Linked DNA regions of Gossypium hirsutum: region 2 is linked to region 1. Evidence: chromatin contacts called from public Hi-C data. All regions are on one chromosome and are shown on one strand. Each heading gives the region's core, a stretch centred on a gene start, on an enhancer-like site or on the middle of the called end of the contact. The rest is flanking DNA. Distances are from core to core; before and after follow the strand shown. Region 1 holds the start of LOC107950174 (probable ADP-ribosylation factor GTPase-activating protein AGD8). Region 2 has its middle 7.1 kb from the start of LOC121223346.

Region 1 (5,869 bases), core at 1,370-3,869:
AAATGGCAGACATCAAATCCATTTCATGACCCACAAAAATGTCATATCATTTTAATCAAAGTTTGAAAAGTATAGGGACTAAAAATGATCAAGTTGGAGAACAAAAATTAAATCCTTATGATACCATCTGAATTAGGATTGAAATTTCAAAGTTCATAAAGTACGGGGATTAAAATTGATAAAATTAGACCTTTATCATTTACTTTTTTCAATAATTTATTAATAAGGTTAATTACACCAAATGTTCCTAAATTATGATCTAAATTTTAAATTAGTCCTTAAACTTTAAAACATTATAATTGAGTTCTCAAAATATGAATAACATACCAATTACATCCTCCTATCAACATGTGTCTACTTAAACATTAAATGCTAGTTAATATTAATTTGAACTTCTAGCTTAAAATTGTAAAGACAATATAAAGTATTTCACATATCCCTTTTTTGTTTTTTGTTTTTTTTTTCAAATACGATATCCGACGTGACGTATATCTTTAAAATTAATGTAGATTTCTTCGTTATTTTATTTAGCCATAAGTAAACATGAAATTTGCTTAGAATATTTTGTGAATCTAAGCTCTTGATAATCCTATTGGAGGAGGACACTCGAGGCATCCAATGATAAATATATTTTCTCTAACATATCCTCACCAATATCTTCTATTCACGTAATTTAAATTGAGAACAAATAAGGTTGGATTATATTCACTTACATTTCATTGTATTATAATACATACATGAATTGCATAAATAATATAAGGATGATTCATTTCATGATATCATATACTATATTAGATTATGACACATTCTTAATATAGGCGAAAATAATTATTTAATAAATTTATTAAAATTTAAGATTAATGGCATCAATGGCCATTATAAAATAAGATTTGTCCTATTTTTGGTCACTGTAAATAAGGTAATTGTGCGAATTAATCATTATTGTTAAAATTTTTATTTTTTTACTGGATTGTTGATGTGACACACAAGCCCGTTGAATGACTGATATGAGACATTTTTATTGACTTTTGACTAAAGTTTAAGGGGAAAATGTTTTGGACTAATTATAGGGAGGTCCCTAAGCTTTAGTCAAAAGTCGACAGAAAAATGCCACGCGTCATTCACTTAATGTGCTAATGTGGCACATCAACAATCCGTTAAAAGAAAACAAAAATTTTAACGGTAATTACTAATTCGCATAATTATCTTATTTAGAGTGACTAAATTGGGAAAAAAAATTGGAGTGACCAAAATAGGACATACCCTATTTTAAAGTGATCATGGAGATAATTTGCCCTAAAAATTATCATGAGAACCAAATTAGCTTTTGCTCAAATAATAAAATTGAGAGAGTAAAATATAAGGTTTCTTAGATATAAATCCATATGTTTTTTTTAGATTTATTAAAATATAAAAAGACATAAATATCCTCAAAATAATATTTATTGATTTATAAAATGAAACGTAATTTTTATTGAAATAATAAAATTGAGAGAGTAAACTTTAAGGTTTTCGATTCAAATTCATATGTTTTTTTTCTCGATTTATCAAAATATAGAAAGGTATAAATACCCTCAAAATAATATTTATTGATTTATAAAACGAATATGTTTTTGTTAAATTCACAAATGAATTGATACACGATTAATAGATAACACTAAATCAAAAGTATTATATATAGTATATTATAGATCGCGCATTTATTTATTTTTTTAAAATATTTTTCATATTTATTTTATAATCTATATTCGAAGTAGGTGATTATCCTTTGTAATGGCAGGTTTCAAAAGTAGGAAAATATGTTTTATGATATAAAGTTGTTATTTAGCATTGTATTCTCCTATGGTTGGTTTAATTAGTGGATGAATATTCGTTGAGCCATCAACAATAATTGAGGTGACTTAGTTAGTTACACCTTCTAATATCTAAGCCCATTGAAAAAATAGGTTAAATTACACTCATATCATTAAATTATCAGTAAGTTTATGTTTTAGTTATTTAATTTCAAAAAATTACAATATGGTCATTGAATTATTTGAAAGTTTTTATTTAAGTCATTGAACTATTCAAAAATTTTCATTTAAGTCACCAGGCTGTTAAGTTTTTTTTTTTAAGACTAGCTAGCGATCTCTAAATAATGATTTGATAATCAGTAACCCATCAACTAGTAGAATAACATATTTTAGATCCAAGTTGATTTGATGGTCAGTTTCTGAGATCAAAGAAAAAATTTGTTTGGATTTTAGTTCGCAGATTCGTGATATTTAAAATTATTTCATAAAAGAAATTGAGCTGTAAAAATAGAAGGGGATGAAAGCTTTTAATTCGAGTAAGTGGTGTGAAAGGATTAGGCCATACAATAACGATTTTAACATTCTAATGATTTAAGTGAAAACTTTCAAATAATTAAATGATAAATTTGTAACTTTTTTGAAGTTGAGTGACCAAAATGTAAATATATTAATAGTTTAGTGACATTGGATATAGTTTACCCAAAAAACTCCTGCCCAACCACCGCCACCCACGGAGGAAAGGCGGAAGCTCCGCCATTTCAAGGTCATTTTCGTCCTTCCAAAAACCCTTAATTAATTAAAAAAAGGCCACAATCGTCATTACATAATCAAACCAAATCATTCCTCCCAAAAAAGGGCAAAAAAAAAAAAAACCCAAACCCAAATCCAATTGCAATTGCAATTGATTTTGCTTTTTACACTTTTTTTTAATATATCTTTCAAATTCTAAAGCCAGAGGAGCTGTTCGATATTCGATCCCACCCCTCTTCAGTGCAAAAATCCTTCCTTTATATACATATAAATAATATTTTCGTTTTAAATTTCAAAAAGAAAAAAATTGAAAGAAAAGAAAGAACCATCGATGGCGTCGTCGTCCGATAATCTGACCGACAAGAATACCGTTTTCAGAAAGCTGAAAGCAAAATTAGAAAACAAGGTGTTTTTTAATTTTTTTTTTAAATTTTATGATTGTTCTATTGATTTATCGGTAGATCTGGTTCAGATCTGGAATTTCCGTTAGTTGATATTCGATTTGTTTAATTTTTTTATATATTTTTTTGTTAGATGTGTTTCGATTGTAATGCGAAGAATCCAACATGGGCGTCAGTGACTTACGGGATCTTTCTTTGCATCGATTGCTCAGCCGTTCATCGGAGTCTCGGTGTACACATCAGCTTTGTCAGGTTTCATTATTTTTAATATCGTTTTGGATTTAGTTTTCGTGTTTTTTTTTTCGTTAATTAGTGACGCGTTTTAATTATTCGTGCAAAGGCTTTTTGTCTTGCTTTAGAACAACCGTTTTATAAGGGAATTTATGGATACAGCTGAGATGTCTAGTGTGGAAATTTGTAAATCGTAATCCGGTTTTGGGTCTCTTGAAATTCAATTGAAGGAATGAATGAAAGGAGGAAATTTGGTTTTTGGTATTCTATTTACGTGCTTCTGAATTATGTATTTTCATGTTCAGAGATGTTTCCACACTTCTTGTTTCTAGTCTTGGAGAGATTCCTGAACTGAAATGGTTTTTGGGGCTATTGTTTATGTATGATAGTATGCGGTTAAATTGACTTTTTTATTTATAATGCAAATGGGATAAGCTGTTCCTGTATCGGCTTTTGTTCTTCCTTTGATATAGTTTTAAAATTTACTTAGAAAGGCTCCTTTTTATTTTTCTCGAGTTTTTGATAGAATAATTCCATTCTGTAGAGTGATTAATCTGGTATTAGCCGAACCTGTTTGAGTCTTTTGTGGGTAAACAATGCAATATGCATATCACCTCCCTATATTGTACTTCTTTTTGTTTGTTTTGTCGGTGTGTTTAGCCAAATTTGAAGGAACAAAACCACACCACCTTCTTAGGCGTTGAGATTGTCCTTATTGGCCTAAAAAGCTAAGTTGTTTTGTTAGATGTGTTTTCCTCTTTGAAAAACATGTATATTTTATGCAGGTCTACAAATTTAGATTCTTGGTCTACTGAACAATTGAAAATGATGATCTATGGAGGTAACAACCGTGCACAGGTTTTCTTTAAGCAGCATGGATGGTCTGATGGGGGAAAAATTGAGGCCAAATATACTTCAAGAGCAGCTGATTTATATAGGCAAATATTATCAAAAGAAGTTGCTAAGAGTATGGCAGAGGAGACAGGTTTGCCTTCATCACCTGTTGCTTCCCAGTCACCCCAAGCACCCAATGGACCTCTTAATAGCAAGACTGATGAAACTCCTAAAGAAAGTTCTTTAGTTGGGCAAGAAAAAGTAGAACTTCCCACTTCACCGAAAGCTTCTCATAAAGTTGTTACCAGCACTGTTAAGAAGCCTCTAGGTGCAAAAAGAACTGGAAAAACTGGAGGACTTGGTGCCAGAAAGCTTACTTCAAAGGTATTCCTTCCAGACCTTCTTGAGCAATACAATTACTGCAGAATGATCATAAGGATATCTTGATTAGAATATTTACATGTTTTTGGAGTTATTTTAAATGCCCTTCTTAATAACCTAGTTTTTTTACTGCAGCCAAGTGAAAATCTGTATGATCAAAAGCCTGAAGAACGAGTTGTTACTGTTGCTTCCCCTACTAATAACACTGCACCTGTTAGCTCAACTTTTCCATCTCGTTTTGAGTATGTAGACAATGATCAATCTTCTGAGTCGAGTTCTGGTGGCCCGCAAATTCTTAGCCATGTTGCTCCACCAAAGTCGTCAAGCTTCTTTGCAGAATTTGGCATGGACAGTGGTTTTCAGAAGAAATCAAGCTCAAATACCTCAAAAGTGCAAGTAAGTTATATGACCAAGAACTTAAATATACATTTTTTGTTGATAATTGGGGATAGGGGTAAGAATTCCGGGGAGTTGGCACTTGGTCAAGAGGTTGTTGGCAAAGAATTAAATATTGTGTGTATAAATGGCTGATTAGTTTAATGGAATTGTCTCCTTTTGGTTTTAGAACATCTTACTCTTCTCTATGATTCCGATATCACTCAAGGTCAATTGTAATACCTGTACTGCTAGAAACTTTCAACTTCTTAATGAGGATGTCTGGTTATGCTTTTAGCTAGCGGTACTTTTTTCCTTGAAAATCAAATTTCAGGACATAGCCTTCAATCTACTTGAATGTGTCACTTTGCCTTCCAAATCATAGAATTTGAAAAGGAAATGTTCCCATATTGGAGATATTCATGTAGTGTAATGTGTGAGAATTTGATGGATGAGAAGTGTTTTAACTTTTATAATATCCCCCCTGGGAGGGGTCAATCTTAGTCATTATTTCTGCTTGTATCTTATTTTGCCATTCAGGTTTGTTTCTTATTGCTTCGTTTTTGCTATCAGATTCAGGAAACTGATGAAGCTAGGAGAAAGTTCTCAAATGCAAAATCTATTTCATCAGCCCAATATTTTGGTGATAATACCAGAGCAGACAATGATGCTCAAGTTACTTTGCAGAAATTCTCAGTACGTGCTGTGTAGCTATTTCTTTCTTGACAGATATAATTTAACTGTATCCTTATCTACCACCAACTTTTACTACCATTTTTTCACAGCCTCTTTTTCTTTCATATGTGCGCATAACCGGAAGTAATTTATCCATGAAATGTGGTTTTCTGAGACCTGATAGTCACCTGGTCTTTTACAGGGTTCAACAGCCATCTCCAGTGCTGATCTATTTGGTCATTCTGCCGATGGTTCTATTGATGTCGCTGCTAGCGATCTAATCAATCGACTCTCTTTCCAGGTATGCTTTTTAAATTGCATCTTTTATGCAGTCCCCATATTTCTTTATCGAGTATCAGTTCATTTGTATATTTATCATTATTGGTTTCAGGCCCAACAAGATATCTCAAACCTCAAGAACATAGCTGG
Region 2 (5,869 bases), core at 2,119-4,618, 130 kb before region 1:
GGAAACCCAATTAAGAAGAATCCCATTAGCAATTAGGAGAAGGAACAATTGGAGCATTAAAAAAAAGGTCATCACTAAAAGTTTGCCACGTGGCCCTCTTGTCACGTGTTAGTGAAGAAGAGGCCCAAACATCAATGCGTTTCCATGTGCATTTTGGGTTTTCGTTTCGGTGGCCTATTCCTTACTTTCACGGTCCCACGTGACTCCATTGTTGCCGGTCTTAGTTGAGTTTTTTTTTTTTTGGGGGGTGGTTATGATTTTTTCTTTTTTAGTTTCTATTCTCTTAATTAACCCTAATTTTTGGTTTGTTGGTTAAGATAAAAGTTTTAAATTCATGAGTATTTGGGCTCCAGTTTCGTACTTGAGTGAACTCATAAATTTTAGAGAGATCGAAGTTAAGTTATATATTAATGTGAGAGTTAAAATATAATTTCATAATTGTATTGACATATATTTTTATAGTTTTTAAAAAGACAAATTAATGAGGGTCAAACTACAATTTTATCATTTATTTATTTATAAATTTATAAATTTTAAAACTAAAAGCATAATTTTTCATTTGAGCAGGGGGCATAACCCACGCTTACTCCCTCCCTTCACCATTGCCGATGTCGTATGTCATGTGTAGATTTTATTTAATTCTTTTCGGATTAGTCTAATTTTATTTAGTTTTTTGTTTGATGTGCATTGTAGTAATTAAATTCTATATTATAATTGAACAAATATATAATTATATTTGTATTATCCTTGTAACTATACTAAATTTGTACTAGTAAAACTTTAAAAAAAATAACCTTATTTTTCTTACTTTAATTGTAATTTATTTTTATTTATGATTGATTGGTTCAATTCTAACATTTGGAACAATATTAACATTCTAATTTTCAAATTTACTATTTATTTAGTTTTTTTAATTACAATTATACAAGAAGTTGTATAATATTATTTATAATATTATTAAATCAATGGTTGAATAAAGAAATTGAGAACATCATTTTAAATTAAAACCTTTGGTTTAGTTTAAATTTAATTCAATTTCGAATTGATTAGTATATAAATATATTTGATTTGATTTTAATTTTAATTTATATGTTTTTATTTGTATAAACCCAAATTTCATTTTTATTTTATTTATAATTAACTTTAAGTTTTATAGAATAAAAAATAATCATGACATATTTAAAGTAATAAAAATAATTTAAAAATATTATTTTTAAAAAAATTATGAACCTATCTAGGTTAATGGAATCCGAATGATTTGGCTAAATTTAAAATTCAATTTGAGTACAATTTCGATCACTAAATTCACACAATAAACTAAAATTTGCCATGTTATCTTCTTCCATCTTAATCTAAATTTATTTATTTTTCTTTGGTTGTCTAAGACTCTTTGGTATTCATGTCCCAATTAAATTTAAAGTAAAATTAAATTGATTCTCTAAATAAAACAAGTTTTTCTCAATCCATGAGGTTAAAACCTTTATAAAAAATTGAGTTGATCTTGATTAAGTTTTGAAGAACATTTCTTCACTAAATATTGGAAAGTAATGGTTCAATATCGGCATGAAAAGTAAAGATAAAGAAAAGCATTGTAAACATAAAAAAGAAATTAATAATTAAAGCCATCACTAATCTCAATAAAACATGTCCTTAGCTTCAAAAAGGAATAATCAAAGGACGAATATTGTGCCACTTATAATGAAGACACCCCAATTTTGTCTAGCTTTTATTTATTTTTAATTGTTTCAATGTGGAAGAACCCTTTCAAAGCTTTTATGTTATTAGTTGGGGTTTCTTCCAAGAGATAAATTAAGACTTTTAATGAATGGAACAGGAACCCATTCATCAATATTTTAATCAAACAATGACAACCAAAAGTCTAAACAAGAAAGATTATAATATAATATTTTAATTAAGAGAATATAATAATAGGGTAAATAGATTATAAAGCAAATCATAGTTAATGGAGCCAAAACAGTCCAAATAAGAGGCCTCCTTTTGAGGAGCGGAAAGCATAGACGCAAATGAAAGCTGGGCTACATGGTGCCTAAGAGTAGGTAGGGACCAAAAAGTTTGGTAAGAGTATAGTAGAAGATATATATATATATATATATTAGATTAAAGAGTAAATTAATTCTTTTAAAAATTTTATCCATTTTCAATGTTAAAAATTAGTTCCTATATGTCAGCATGAGTTACATGTGGCATATAATGTATAATTATCTAATTATTTTGTCAGTTATACCAGTTTTTAACAGTAAAAATAGATAAAATTTTGAATAGAAGGGACCAATTACTCTTTAATCTAACCTATAGGGACTAATCTGCCCATTTTTGAGTATATGAGACAATGCAATTTGACTCTTAGTATAGGGCTTTCATGGTACTTTTACCATAATTTTGTGTTGGGAGGTCAAAATTAAATCATAAAATTTTCGGAACAACAAAATGTAATTTTATCAATGTTTTAACAAATATTTAATTAGTTAAAACTTGATATTAGTCTTTGTACTTTGCAAAAGTTATGGATTTAATCTCTGGACTTTAATTTGGTCATTTTTAGTCCCTATACTTTTCAAACTTACAAATCACAGTCCTTACCAAACAACAACAGTTAAATTCATTAAGTTCTATTATTTCCAAAATCAAATACGCTGAACATATAATCATAAGTATAATGCCATGCCAGCTTGTTATTTTCACATATACAAACTAAAAATCTAGTTAATGAATTAACAACTATCATTTGCATAAAGACTAGAATTTTAAAATTCGAAAAGTATAGGGACTTAAAATGATCCAATTGGAGAATATAGACCAAATCTATAACTATTAGCATAGTACATGACCGATAATTGAATTTAATCAAATGAATTTAACTACTACTGCTCTAGCTAAGATAAAAAATTCAAAATTCGATAAGTACAGAGATTAAAATTAACCAGTTCAAAAGTACAAAAACTAAAATTAGCCTAACTATAAGAATTAAATCTACAACTTTTGCAAATTACGTGGACTAATAACAGAATTTAACTTATTGAAGTAGTATTTGAAGGAACAAGGGAGCTAATGCTTATGTCAACATTTCTTGAATTTGTCCCTGGTAACAAGTCAAGATAAGCTAGTATTCATATTGTGTCCATATGATTTCTATATGTTATAATCATATTTAAAATAGTATTATATTAATAATTTAGAAATTTCTACGGATCAAGATATTAAGTGAATAAATTATTTAATTTATATTAATAATGATAGATACAGTCTAGGTAGATTCTTTCCTAGGTGAATTTTTATATTGTATTGTGTTTTAGTTATGGCAAGGTCTAATTGGTTCTCCAATCATCTCTCAATATTGGAGCCCATTGTGTTGATTATGGGCCTTAAGATCAAAACTTGGCTGAGTTGCTTGGTCCAATGTAACCAAATAGGGACAATTTAACCTTGTAAAGCCCAAAAACACAAAAAATACTAGAATTCTCTCAACCACTTTGTTGGTGAAAAATATTTTTTAAAAATATTATTTTATAAAAACTAATATTGGTTTTGAAAGGGAAATACATTTTTTAAGTAAAAAATTATTTTTTTAAAAATTTGAAAGGGCTAAATAGTTCACATATGTATGTAAATTAACTTTATTCATGTGCCAAAGTTGGATTCAAAAAAATTTCAAACCTAAATTCGAATTTGACCTTGTCAAAAATTACCAAAACTTGATGGATCAATTGATCGATACATTGATTCGAGGCAAAAAAAAATCAATTGATCCGAGAATTAATATGAAAATATATTAAATTAAATTATTACTTTTTATAAGGGCTCAAAATGTAATTTTTATTTAATTATAGAGTTGAAATGAATTAAAGTGAATTATTATTTTTAAAAGGGACTGAAAAAGAATATTATACTATTTTATTAAGGGGCTAAAGTTCCTGCCTACCTCCTAGTTACGCCTTATATATCTATATACTAAAAATTGCAACATGTGGATGAAATAATTATTTATAACTGCCGTTTTTTTTAAAATAATGAATGTTAAAAGAAGTTATATATATGATAATTGGTAAATGTAGGTTGTGTTGGTTTCATAAAAAATTATTTACAAAAAAAATTATTTTGTATTTTTTTATATTTGTTTTATGAAAAATAGCTTGATCAACGGAAAATTATTTATAAGTCAATGGAAAATAAGCCTCTTTTCTTATAAATTGACATATCTTTTTTAAAAGTATAAGTCATTTTTTGAAAATAAGCTCGTTTATAAGTAATTTTGTTTTTATATAAAAATTAACTTGAACCAAACCTAAAATTATTATATTAATAATAAATTTTAATTTTAATTTTAAAATATTTTTAAAAAATATAGTTTTAATATCAAATATTATAATATTCAATATTATTAAACATAAATATTTAATTATTTATATTTATTAATATAATTAATATGATTTATTATTTTAATGTTACTACGGTGAGAGCAGCTATCCTGGTTAATGGGTTAGCTACAAATTTGGTCGTGGATTACGCCAAGGAGATCCTTTATCTCCATTCTTGTTCATTCTGGTTACGGAAGTGCTTCACTTATTAAACGATTTCACACTTACAGTTTGCGGACGACACGATTTTGTTTTTAAAGGCAGAGGAAATGGTAGTGGAAAATATGAAATTTATTCTCCGTTGCTTCGAGACTTTTTCGGGGTTGAGTATTAACTTCAAAAAATCGTGTATTGTGGGGTCTGGAGTTAATGAGGAATTTCTTTACCGTTTGGCAGCTATATGTAAATGTAAGGTTGGGGTGTTGCCTATTTGCTATTTGGGTATTCCTTTAGGAGCAGATTCGAGAAGGGTAGCTACTTGGGACGTGGTGGTTGAGAAATTTAGAAAGAAATTGGCGGGATGGAAAGGTAGAAGTATGTCATGGGCAGCTAGGATAGTGTTGGTTAACGCAGTATTATCGTCTCTTCCAATCTATTTTATGTCTTTATTTCAGGCCCCGATGACTGTAATTAAAAGAATTGATAAAATTAGGAGAAATTTTTGTGGGGAGGGTTGGATGGCAAACAGAAAATGGCGAAAGTCAATTGGAAGCAGATTTGTAGACCAAAAGAAAATGGAGGATCCGAAGTGGTTAACCTTGAGATTAAGAACAAAGCTCTATTAGCAAAATGAAGATGGCGAGTGATGGTGGATAAAAATGCGCTATGGAGCAAGGTGATTTTAGCTAAGTATGGTTCTAACGCTAAACAATGGCGATTTGGTGCGAACAATTTGAAAGATATGTCGACGGTTTGGAGAGGGATTGTGGACAACTCTTTTGATGCTAGAGTGAATAGATGGATGGGAGATAAAGATTTCAAATAGAAAGTAGGGAATGGAAGGGATACGTTGTTCTGGGGGGATCATTGGTGTGGTAATAGTCCATTAAAATTTGAATTCCCTGGACTTTTTCGTCTAGCTAAATTCAAAAATGGTTTGGTTTTTTATTACTCTTTGGATGGTGGTTTTTGTAATGTTAATTAGGAAGGTTTTTTCGTCAGAGCTTTTTTAGATAGGGAATGGGGGATGCTAAGTCATCTCTTGGATTGGGTGGGTGGTGTGGTATTGATCCCGGAGGTGGAGGATCGGATATTATGGATGCACGATAAAAATGGTGAGTTCTCTGTGAAGCAGTTGACTAAATTAATGGTGGATGGGGTGGGGGTTGAATTTATTTTTTAATTAGGAAAGGGGTGAAAATTCTTGATACTGTTAATGTATGTCCTTGGTGTAACAGGGAGCGGGAGAAGACGGACCATTTGTTTTTTAACTGCATCTTTATTAATGGATTTTGGAAGAGGATCTTAAATTGGTGGGACATCGGATGGAAAGG

Evidence for each region. Hi-C and Micro-C count contacts between places; a contact is called where the count stands out from the background.
Region 2: a contact with region 1 is called in a Hi-C map of leaf, with 3 times the contacts expected there. The contact joins the enhancer-like site here to the promoter of LOC107950174 in region 1. A contact is called at or near these places in 3 of 34 Hi-C or Micro-C datasets (leaf and petal).

What each region holds. Positions count from the first base shown.
Region 1 is chrA03:596,236-602,104 of Gossypium_hirsutum_v2.1, reverse strand. LOC107950174 (probable ADP-ribosylation factor GTPase-activating protein AGD8) reads left to right here and starts at 2,619. Exons shown (of 7, transcript XM_016884967.2): 1 at 2,619-2,949; 2 at 3,078-3,196; 3 at 3,961-4,393; 4 at 4,526-4,786; 5 at 5,339-5,461; 6 at 5,643-5,741; 7 at 5,832-5,869. The coding sequence starts at 2,875.
Region 2 is chrA03:731,425-737,293 of Gossypium_hirsutum_v2.1, reverse strand. No RefSeq gene overlaps it. Among protein-coding and RNA genes, the nearest start is that of LOC121223346, 7.1 kb to the left of the region's middle. Within about 2 kb of position 3,368, at least 7 of the 9 cell types and tissues checked have an H3K27ac peak or open chromatin away from gene starts, as enhancers often do. A contact at or near this core is called in leaf, where this site is marked.